2 separate regions of the Mus musculus genome follow, and region 1 is linked to region 2. The links are chromatin contacts, called in public Hi-C maps. All regions are on one chromosome and are shown on one strand. The core of a region is the stretch at or near the end of the contact, and the rest is flanking DNA. Distances in the headings are between cores, read along the strand shown.

The links. Hi-C and Micro-C count contacts between places; a contact is called where the count stands out from the background.
Region 1: a contact with region 2 is called in a Hi-C map of liver, with 1.8 times the contacts expected there. The contact joins the promoter of Tbc1d8b here to the enhancer-like site in region 2. A contact is called at or near these places in 2 of 484 Hi-C or Micro-C datasets (cranial neural crest and liver), 1 of 115 datasets of contacts at active chromatin or transcription factors (embryonic stem cells) and 1 of 9 other capture datasets (adipose tissue).

Annotation. Positions count from the first base shown.
Region 1 is chrX:139,681,775-139,687,351 of GRCm38.p6, reverse strand. Tbc1d8b (TBC1 domain family, member 8B) reads right to left here and starts at 2,356. Exons shown (of 21, transcript NM_001081499.2): 1 at 2,042-2,356. The coding sequence starts at 2,171.
Region 2 is chrX:139,636,268-139,642,139 of GRCm38.p6, reverse strand. All of the region lies in intron 1 of Rnf128 (ring finger protein 128), which reads right to left. Among named protein-coding and RNA genes, the nearest start is that of Rnf128, 29 kb to the right of the region's middle. Within about 2 kb of position 1,554, at least 11 of the 459 cell types and tissues checked have an H3K27ac peak or open chromatin away from gene starts, as enhancers often do. A contact at or near this core is called in liver, where this site is marked.

The sequences.
Region 1 (5,577 bases), core at 1,107-3,606, 44 kb before region 2:
CAGCACATATCTGCAAGTGATAGAAATTTTCATTTATTTCTTCAGACGAAGTTCCTTGTGTTCTAGCAATGGGGAACTAATAAAAGAGGTGAGTGGGGTAAAGAGAAAATCCATTTTAATTGACCTGTTTGATACCACAGAGAAAGGGGGATGGGACCCTCACAGATGTGAAGGGGGAATGGGTTGAAGAACTTTGGGAGGGGGGACCAGGAGGAGGACAACATTTGGGATGTAAATAAAGAAAGTAATTAATTTTAAAAAGAAATTTCTATTTGAATGAAACTGTCATTTCAATGAAAACTTTTCTCTAAAACAACTTGTAATTTTTAAAGTTCAGGAAAAAATGTAAAATGCTACTTTTATTATAGGGGCAATTTTTGTTCCCATACTGCCTGAAGGCCCTTTTTAGAAGTTGGATAAGTCAGATGATTGTTAGTTGTAAAGTCATATATCTCATAGGACATATGAATTCTATCCACATTAGAGGAGGCTCGCCTTAACATAAACATACCTTTATGAACATTATCTTACAGTTTACACGCATATCTCCATAGAGTAAGCACCATTCTTTTTAGCCAAAGAAGATCAATGTCACATAAGCCACGAAACTTCTTCCTTCAACCCTTCAGTAGTCCTTTGGTTCTGATTCTATTTTTTTCTAGTAAACTAGTTAATCTTCCTAGTCTACTTCCACCCTCCTCTCTCAACCCAGCACTTTAAAGGCAGTGACCAAAATTATAATTCTAGCACAAAGTGGTACCTTAAGATTGCATATATGAGACTTTATACCCCATCATAGGTGGAATCAAGAGTGGTAAGGCAGGAGTGGGTGATTGGTTGAAGGAGCACCCTCATAGAGGCAAAGAGGAGGGGGGCAGGGAGATATGGGATAAGGGGGTGTGGAGGGGAAACCAGGAAGGGGGATAACATTTGAAATGTAAACAAATAAAATGATCAATAAAAAAAGAATCTCAGAAGAGAAAAGCAGTTTAAACCCACCATAAAAAAAAAAGATTGCATATATGAAAGAATTTGATCAATGCCATCCAACAGGCAAGAGGTAAGGATATGATCAAAATTCAGGTGGTCAGATTTTTGCTTCTTCCCTCTACATCACCCTCCCCAAATTAAGCTGCTCCACCACTTCAAAGCCCTAATACCAAACTAAGAATTACCATGAAAAACAGCTCTTGTCTCTCCAAGGTCCAAATTTGTAAAAAGCCCCTATGGAAGACTAAGGATCTAAAAACAGCCTTCTTTGTAATCTTCAGACATGGACCAGTTTTGAATTAAGATTAACAACTGTGGGAGACTGGCTTAGAAGAGTTGAGTCTCCTTCTTGTTTAATTGGTTTGGTTTACACATCTTTGAAAGAAGGGGCAGAGCCAAACTCACTGGAGAGAAATGTACTCTTAGAAGAATACAGGGATTCCAAGGGTTGAAAACTTGGATATAGCAAAAGACGCGAAACTGAGAGGAGGTGAGTAATTCTGAGGGCTACTCCTTCACTTCCCCAGCATCAAGCAGCCCCATGCCCCGACCCAAATCTCACTTGCAGCCTCTCTCTCAAGGTGTGATTGGGGCACTTCGTTCTCCTTAGGATTCCCATGTCCTAGCAATGCCCCTCACACACTCGCACTCACTCCCTAGGGTGGTGATTATTTGTATAGGTTTTGGAAAAAAAGTTAAGTCCACACCCGCGAACCCGCTCTCCTCGCCTGTCTTAACGGGACTAGTCTAGCTAGCGCACTGCACTGCCCATCAGCCCCCTTCGCCATGGGAAGCGACCCATCAGGTACTGGAAACCCCCTTAGCTTCTCCTATCGCGGTAAGACCCAAAGAGCAACTGGGAGTCCTGTGCAAGACAGTCAGGACGCGGTGGTAGCAGAGGAAAGGTGGTGGCGGGAGCAGAATTCCCCAGTCAGTCGCCCTGGGTTTAAGATGAGGCAGCGGGCAGCGACGAGTAACTGTTTGCCTTGCCACCTATTCAGTGACAGCGGACCCAGCCCTAACGCAGGTGTAGCTGGCCACAACCTCTTACCTGTAAGTCCCCCTCCTCCTTCTTCCCCGTAGCCTCGACGCCTTTGCAGGACAAAGTACTCGTTGGATCTTTCCATCAGCCACAGCTTCAGCGCATTTTTCAACAGCACTTCCTCGGGCTTCAGCCACATCTTGAAGAACTTTGTGCCGCCTCGGGAACGGAGGCGACCTATTTGTCCTCCTCACCTCCACCCTCCCAGCCTGTCTTTACCCCTCTACTTCTCCTCCCACCAAGTCTTCCGTTGGCGGCGGCGCCTCCGGAGGTTTTCCACACTTCCCCCAACCGTGCCTTCTCTCCCACGTAGGCAGAGAGAGTGCCAACTCCCTCCCACGGAGCTACTGCCAGACTGGGAAATAGCCCCGCTTCACCTCCTCTTGGGAGTTGTAGTTTTCTATCCACTTTTCCCGTACCCGGTCTAATATAGCCCTAGACTACATTTCCCACAATGCACTGGGTTACTAGTTGGGTGGGTTGGGGGCGCCTTTGAGGCGCTCCCGCCACCAGTTAAGTGAGTTTAGCCTGTGTAAAGTTAAAGAGGGTTTTCTTTTGTCTTTTTGCTTCAAATAAGCTAACCCCGTGTATGACAGCAGTGTTCCTAGTTCTTTTATAGTGAGAGGACTAGTTTGTTGAAAACAAAGTTTCCGGCATTTTTGAGTAATGGCCCATCCAGGAAGCAGTAGCCTGCAGCAACTTCCATTTACTTTGCGCCTATTAGGTAGTAGGTGATTTCTCAGGTAATCCTCAGGGAAATCTTTCAAAGTGGATCCTCCGCTTTGCTCGCTAAGCGCTAGCAAGCGAAGTTACTTACCCACGCTCTCACAGTGGGTGAATAGACTTGTTATTCAAAAGCCTTGCCTAAATTAAATTCTGTCCATTCATACCAGAAGAATGTAAATCTCAGAAAACACTTCTTCACACACACACACTTGCGATTATCCCTTCCCCCATGCTGCCTCTGTTTATTTGACTACTGGCTGAAAAATCTCTACTCCAACTTTTTAGGTATTTCTTTTTTTTTTTTTTAACCTTAAAAAACAAACAAACACCCGAAATTCCTTGCAGGGCAGGGCAGCCTATTTTCTTGATACCTTGACAATGCTGCACAACAGCCTACGCACTAAAATGAAAGAGTTCTGCTGTGAGGAATTATTTGAGGGCTGGTTGTTGTTATTGTTGTTGTTAGGATAACTCAATCCCGACAGGAAAAGAATAGAGTGAAAGTGAAAACTGGCTTACAGAAAGAATGCAAATAAAAGGTCCTGAGAAGTTGGCAAGGTATTCAAAATAAAGATATAGGGCCATGTGGCTAAGACAATGGACTGGGACACTCAGACTAGGAGTCCTGGAGCCAGTGAACTCTGCCCCAAGGAGTGTCTCCAGGCTAAATCTTCCAAGACTTGGGCGGTTTCTGGCGAAGCAGGTATATGTCACAAGCAAGTATTTATTTTTGTGGAAGAAAAACGCAACCATCACCACCACCAACAAAGCAAAATCCCAAGGCAGAGTGTTTCCTAGCGCAAAGTCACCCTTTGAAGGTGTATTAAGGCACATCGTTTCTCCATTTCTTCACAGTAAAAGGTCAATAAATGCAGCAAATGTGGATAGCCTTTGTCTTCCTTCATTTGTACAGTTCCAGCCGCCATTGTCCGTCAGTATGCTTATGGTTCTAGTTATGGCAAAGAGCATCAGGATTGGATGGTTCCTTCTCTGTACGCTGAACCCAGCCAGGGCTACCCAGATACTCTGTCTTAAGATCAGGCCCACTTCCAGCTTGGAGCTGGAGCTGGGGATTTAGAACACTTTTGCATTTATAAACAAACACTTCACTGATTGTATAAAGAAAACAGTTTTCAAATTGAATTATGTCTATTGCGCTAAAATTTGTCTTGATCATAATGTACTTCAAGTCTTTGCAAATAATTGTTTCTCTAAAACCACATTTAAAATACCATGGCATTCTTTTCATTGTCCAATTATGAATATTCCTGTAAAATACTTAGGAATTACAAACAATCTTGAATATCGCTGCTGATATTGTCCTGGAACTTAATGTATCGCATGCTATGCTCATTAATAAGTGTCTTAGTTAGGATTTTCATCGCTGTGAAAGGATACCATGACCGAGGCAACTCTTTTTTTTACTTATTTTATTTATTTACATTCTAGCCATTGCCTTCCCTCCTGTTTCCCCTCCCACAATTTCTCATCACATTCCTCCTCCCTTGCCTCCTAGAGTGTGCTCCCCACCACCAGGCATCCCCCTTCCCTGGGGGCCTCAAGTCTCTCAAGGATTGAGTATATCTTCTCCCACTGAAACCAGACCAGTCAGTCCCCTAATATATATTTGCCAGGGGCCTTGGACCTGTGTGTCTATGCTGCCAAGGCAACTCTTATAAAGGACAACATTTAATTAGGGCTGGCTTACAGGTTCAGAAGTTCAGTATATTATCATCATAGTGGGAAGCAGGGTAGTATCCAGGCAGTCATGGTGCTGAAGGAGCTGAGAGTTCTACACCTTGTTCCAAAGTCAAACAGGATAAGACTGGCTTCTAGGCAGCTAGGAGAAGGGTCTCAAAGACCACCCCCACTGTGACACACTTCTTCCAAAAAAGCTACATCTACTCCAACAAGGTCACACCTCCTATTAGTGCCATTCCCTGGGTCACACATACTCAAATTACTACATGCTACTCCCTGGCCCCCATAGGCTTGTACAAACCAATGAGTCTCTGGGGACATACCTAGCCATAGCATAATGCAAAATACATTTAGTCAACTTCAAATGCCCCACCCCCATAGTTTTTAACAGTCTCAACAATGTTAAAAGTCCAAAGCTCAAAGTCTCTTCTGATGTTTATCCAACTACTTCACTGTAATCCCCTATAAAATAAAAAAAAATAATAAAAAAGCAGATCACATACCTCCAACATCACAGGATATACATTACCATTCCAAAATGTCACAGTGGGGAAATATTGGACAAATGCAAGACCAAAAGCCAGCTGGACAAATTCCAAATCCTGCATCTCCATATCTGATGTCAAAACACTCTTCAGATCTCCAACTCCTTTCATTGCTGTTGACTGCAACAAACTTTTTTCTCCTGGGCTGTTTCCATTCCCTGTCAGCATCTTTCCTCAGCAGGTATTCCATGGCTCTGACATCTCTAACATCTTGGGGTCTCCAAGGCAACTTCGACTTTACAGGTTCTTGTTCTACACACAATCTTCTGGGTTTCTTGAAAGGGCTTGGGTCACTTCTCCAACTCTGTCCTCTGTAGCACTCAAAGCTCTGGTTGACTCTATTCCACTGCTGCTGCTGTTCCTGGTAGCCATCTAATGGTTGGTACTGGAATCTCTAATATGCTGGGGTTTCTCATTGCAATTAGGCTTCACCAATAGACTCTCATAGGTTCTCTTTATGGTGTCAAGCCTTAACTTCTTTGCATAATCCCTTTAGTCCTAGGCTGTCACCTGCAATGGAGGCTACTCTTTCACTAATGCCCTGGCCTCACACAGAGGCAAGCTTCAGCTGCT
Region 2 (5,872 bases), core at 305-2,804:
ATTCAAAAGCCATAAGGGCTCTAACCATGTGAAGATTTGGTCATTGATCTCAGGAGCTCATAGTTGAAAACAGTGCTTCTCAGCCTTCCTAGGGTTTTGTTCTTTTTAATACAGTTTCCTCATGTTGTAGTGACCCCCAACCATAAAAATTGTTTTGTTGCTACTTCATAACTGTATTTTTGCTAACGTTATGAGTTGTACTGTAAATATCTGATAGGCAGAGTATCTGATGCATGACCCCTCTGTGTCGAGAACAGCTGCTTTAAAGGAAGGCATGGCAACGCCATTAACCATAATTCAACGCATTACACTTGGAGTCTAGGTTGCTTGTCTCACTCTGCATCCCAGGCAAGCCTGAAACTCAGGTCCTTCTGCCTGATCCTCCTGAGTAGCTAGGAGTACAGGCCTAAGAAATTGCCCCAATATGCAAACTGTGTGAAGGCCTTCTTAATGACAAATAGTCCACTACTGACAAACAATAGAACTTACCTCCACGGGATTATTAAAATACTTAGATGTATCTTTTTTTTTAATTTATAAGTAGGCAGATTGTCATATTTACTCAATATTAATATATATAAAGCTTTATGTATCAATATAGGGATTTTTGACAAATCATCTCATATATGTTTGACAGTCCATCACATGATCACAATGTGGTATTTTTCTACATCTTTAAAGATAATATCAAATTTGCACAAGCTACTTGAGAAGGAGAAGCAGACTAGTGAAAGGCGAAGACAATGAGACAAGAGAAGGCAATGGGTAGGCTAATACAGACAAAGCTCATTCTATCCATGTATGAAATAGAAGGCAACTCTTTCTTTCTTTCTTTCTTTCTTTCTTTCTTTCTTTCTTTCTTTCTTTCTTTCTTTCTTTCTTTCTTTTTCTCTCTCTCCCCCTCCCTCTCTCTCTCTCTTTCCTTTCCTTCCTTCCTTTCTTTCTCTCTCTCTCTCTTTCTCTCTCTCTTTCTTTCTTTCTTTCTTTCTTTCTTTCTTTCTTTCTTTCTTATGTTCTATGTCTTACAAAACATAATAAAGAAGAAAAGAATAACAAAATAAAAGGTTAATCTTGATCCATCTAACATTTATTACAAGAAAGGAAAGAGAAAGCAAGCAGGCAGGCAGGTAGGCAGATATTTTGTTTCAAGAGCTCTAAGGTTTTATATATAGGCCTGTTCAGGGTAGCAAAGAAAATAACACAAAGTGGTGATAGAAGTATTCGTTTCTATTTAGTGCCAGTTAAGGACAAACCTGAACTTACACTACTACTGTTACTAAAGATCTCATATCTGTAATAACCTTTCTACTCCCAAACATGTTTGGTTAGAAAAGCAAGACAAACCTTATCTTTCTCAATGTTCTGAAAATGTCATTGTTTAAGTCATTCCAATGCTTATCAAGGTTTATAATCCTCCTAGTTTTTATGACCCAAGATGAATGATCCTAAGCAAAAGAAGGGTTCTTTGAATGTTAATGTATTGCCAACCAGAGAAACCCCCTATTGATACTAGGTTAAGGTATTACTCAAGGTTAATGATTAAACTCCAGCCTGGAATAAACAACCACCTACAAATAAGACCTTTAGACTAGAATTTAAACACAAAGGACAATACTAAGATAGTGTTTCCATTTTCAAGGACTAAGAGTAAAAAATCTTAAATGGTGGTATATATTGTGGATTTTTTTTAACCCAAATAAACAATCCTTGAAATTTACAGCTCTGAGTAGCAAAAGACAAAAGATTGGGCCACCTAGAAACACCATTGAGTACCCAGGCTTGGATCCTTCCCTAATATATTCAAAAGCTATCACCAAAGATCCTTTTATCAGTTGATGCATATGAGTGTTTGTGTGAATGTCTTTATGAGCACCATGAACAATGTGCATGCACTACAGTGACAGGTGGCTGTCAGAGCCCATGAAACTGCACTTACAGATACTTAGAAACTACTATGTGTCTGGGAACCAAACCTGGCTCTTCTGGTTCTCTCCAGCTCATTCCTATAGATAGTTAAAGCCTCCTACTCCCCCCCCCAAAAAAAAACTATCTTTGCAAGTGACAGTTAAAATTCTTAGGGCTCCTACTGACTGATGCATGACAGACAACTCGGTGTGATAGAAGTTAATGGCTCACTGTCCTATTTCCGTGGAACAAAAATGCAGAAGGTACAGGAAGTGAAGAGAGTATAAAATGCAGGCAGCATTTCCTCTATCTTTATCTAAAACAAACATGACTAAATTTCATCTAAAACATATGACCAAAATTTCCCTTATGGGTAAAAGAATTTGTAAGTTAGGAGGAAAAGGGTCTTTGTTGTTTTTAAATTTCTAGCCATGAAACTAAAACCTAACATTCTGTCTTTTTTTCCTATAAGGGAAACATCTGTCTGGAAAATTTTCATTAGTCACATAGTGTGATACTGTAATGGATATGATATTTGACAGTACAGCGACTTTTAAAAGTTAACTTTAGAAAATATTGCCATTTGAAAGAATTCTTTATACATCATGGATGTGACCCTCTAATAAGTGACTAGTAGAATTCTAGAGTTTTTACCCCCCCCCCTTTAGAAGATACAGATGAAGCAGCAGAAGTGGCTACTCAGACTAGCCACTCTGTATGCAGACTTAAAAATTAAAAGTCAAGAATGTACACTGTGTATATATCAGGAACACGTTTGTGTTTCAATACCCACAATCTATATTCATACATACCTTCTGAAGTTGAACAGTGAAATACACTGAATTACACTCCCAGTCATATAAAAGACGCATGTCTCATTTCAACATGGCTCAGAGGCTGAAGGACCACTTAGAAGAATATTTTGTATGATACCAGTGCATTCCCCCCATTTATATAAATTTTAAATAAGTAGACATTTTGAAGAAAGGCATTTCTTTTTTTGAGGTGTGTGTGTCTGTGTGTGTGTGTCTGTGTGTGTGTTTGTATGTGTGTTAGGGGCATGTCCTCATGTATGGGCAAGCCAGGGTTCAATGTCAAGTTGTTTTCCTTCGTTTCTTTCCATCTTATTTTTTGAAACACATTTTCCCACTGAACCTTGAGTTTGCCCACTGATCTGGATGGGCTTGGCCACAAGCCCCAAGGATGCTCCCTTCTCTGCTTTTCCGATGCTAGGACTGCAAATCAAGTACTTTGCTACTTCTCCCCAGCCCTGTAAACATTTTCTTGGTTATTGTTGTTTGTTTTTTTATTTTGCTCTATCCTAGACATTACTGTAGTTCTCTTCTTCCTCAATGCCTTACAGCTTTCTAAAAGTGCTACTTATCCACTGTTCCCAATCACAGATAATGACATCACAATGCTTCGAGTCACATGCTCTAAGTATCAACAAAGTCATCTTTAAAAAAAAAAAAAACATTTACTATGTTTTTTCAACCACAGCCTCCCTCCCCTCCTTCCCTCCCTCCCTCCCTCCATCCCTCCCTCCCTTCCAGTCCTCTTCACACTTCCCCTCACTTCTCCCCTGTTTCCCTTCAGGAAAGAGCAGGTTTTAAAATAAGACCAGGCACAGACCCTCGTGTCAAAGCTGGCTGGACAAGGCAACCCAGTAGGAGGAAAAGGGTCCCATCAGCAGGCAAGAGTCAGAGACACATGCTCCATTGTTAGGAGTTTAAACATAACTCTACCCTAAACCCACAGCACATCATATTCAGAGGGCCTGGTACAGGCTCCATGGTTATCACTGGGGCAATGGTGGCCCAGAGCATTGTGGGAGTGGCCAACCAATGACTAGTATGAATTGAGGTCCACACCAGAAGAGTCAGCCCATGCCTAACACTATGTAGATGGGCGGAATCTGGAAGCTCAGAGACCTAGGGTAGAACCAAACACAACTGACAAACAAGTCAATGAAATGATTCGAATAATATTCTATTATACTCAGGATTCAGTGCCTAGCCCAATCACCATCATTGAGGTTCCCTCCAGTAACTGATGGAAGCAGAGGCAGAGGCCCACAGCCAAACAATAGGTGAAGACAGGGAAACTCCATTTTAACCCTTTAGTATGTGCCTATCAGTCATGTAAATCTATCTTTCTTGGTGTCTTCCATTATCAAAATATTTTTTTCATATTCGTGCTGCTTTTATAATTCCTTGGCATATTTCTATAACCTAACTTGTTTCTGGTTTTCCTACATCCAGTATCCTCAATGTTCAGTGATTATCTTTAACTATATTCCCTTAAAATTTCATCAGAATTATTTTCATTTTTTTTAATTTTTGTTTTTTGATTTTTTTGTTTCTTGCTTTTTGTGTGGCATATGTGATTATATCCTGCTCAGAATTTTTACTTATTCTATATTACTCATTGAAGCCTGACTCCTTGGCCTAGGGTATACAATCTCATTTGATATAGTCTGAATGGAGTTGTCCAGTTAGGTATATCTCTCTTACACTATACTTCGTGCATACTCAGATTCAACCACATGCAGCCATTTATTGTCATTCGCTTTTCCATAACTCTATTTTTTTGTACTCTCATCCTCAAGTCCCCAGCATACATCTTGATTACTGCCCCCTCTCCCATTTGCCTCTGTATCTCTGATGGTCCAGTTCATAGTCTTCCAGAATGAAAGCAAATGTTCCATCGGTTTCATTTTTAATCATTGTTTAGCGTGCATGTGTGTGTTTGTGTGTACATGTGTGTAAACACATTTGCATGAGTGAGAGTCTGTTTGTTCCTTCTACAAAGTAGTTCCTGGGGATAGAACTCATGTTATCAGGCTTAGTAGCAATGCCTTTACCACCCACTAAACTATCTCCCTAGCACCTATCATTTGAATTTTAATTTCCACCTAGCTCTTCATTTTGTCTGACAACTTAAATCAGCATACCAACTCCCTCTCTAAACTAAGAATCTTTTTTTTGAGTGGAAAAAGTCTGTAATTCACTATTAGCAATGGTTTTCTTTTTGGGGATATCTAGGAAGTTACATGTTTCATTCAAGTAAGGTTTACTGGAAAAATTGCTTTACACAAATAGTAAAATTTAACCATATTTATGTAAGTAGCTTTTTAATTTTGTGTATTATATGTACATGCATTAACATGTGAATACAAGTACACACACATGCTATGACATACTTGTGGACATCAGGACAACCTAGGCTTAACCAGTATTTACTTTCCACCTTAACTGAGACAAGGTCTCTTGTCACTTTTCTCCACTGTATGTTACATGCTAGCTAGCCTTTGAGCTTCTTGAAATTTTCCTGTCTCTTTCTCTATTTTACCTCTATGAGAATTGGGCTTACAGATGCATACACTACTCTGCATGGCTTTCCTTAGATTCTGGAGATTTGCACTCAGGTCTTGATGTTTACATGCCAAGTGCTTTCTGCATTGAGCCATCTTTCCAACATTTTTAGTATCAGACATAATAATTCAACATAATCAAATATGTTTAGCTAAGTCCTTCTCTTATAAAATAAAATGTATCACTGCAGGGTTAGGCTGTGCCAAGGTGGGGGGATAACAGGGGAGTGTCTTACCCTCTCAAAAGAGGTAGAGACTATGTGAGGGAGGAACTGGGAGGGAACAGCAATTGGGATATAAAATTAATTAATTAATGGAAAAGTGATAATATGTTATAACAAAAATGTATCTAGTGTATGCAACCATACAATCAGCTTTTTTCCCATGAATGAATATAACATACATTTCAGCACAATATTGGAATATTTTTAAACAATCTGTGAGCAGCATTTTATTTCTGTAAAACATATATGTCATATACTGATTAAATTTATACCAGTTGGGCAGCAAGATGACTCAGGAGATAAAAACCCTTGCCACTTGAGACTGACAACCTGACTCAGTTCCCAGGACCTCTGTAAGAGTAGAAGGGTG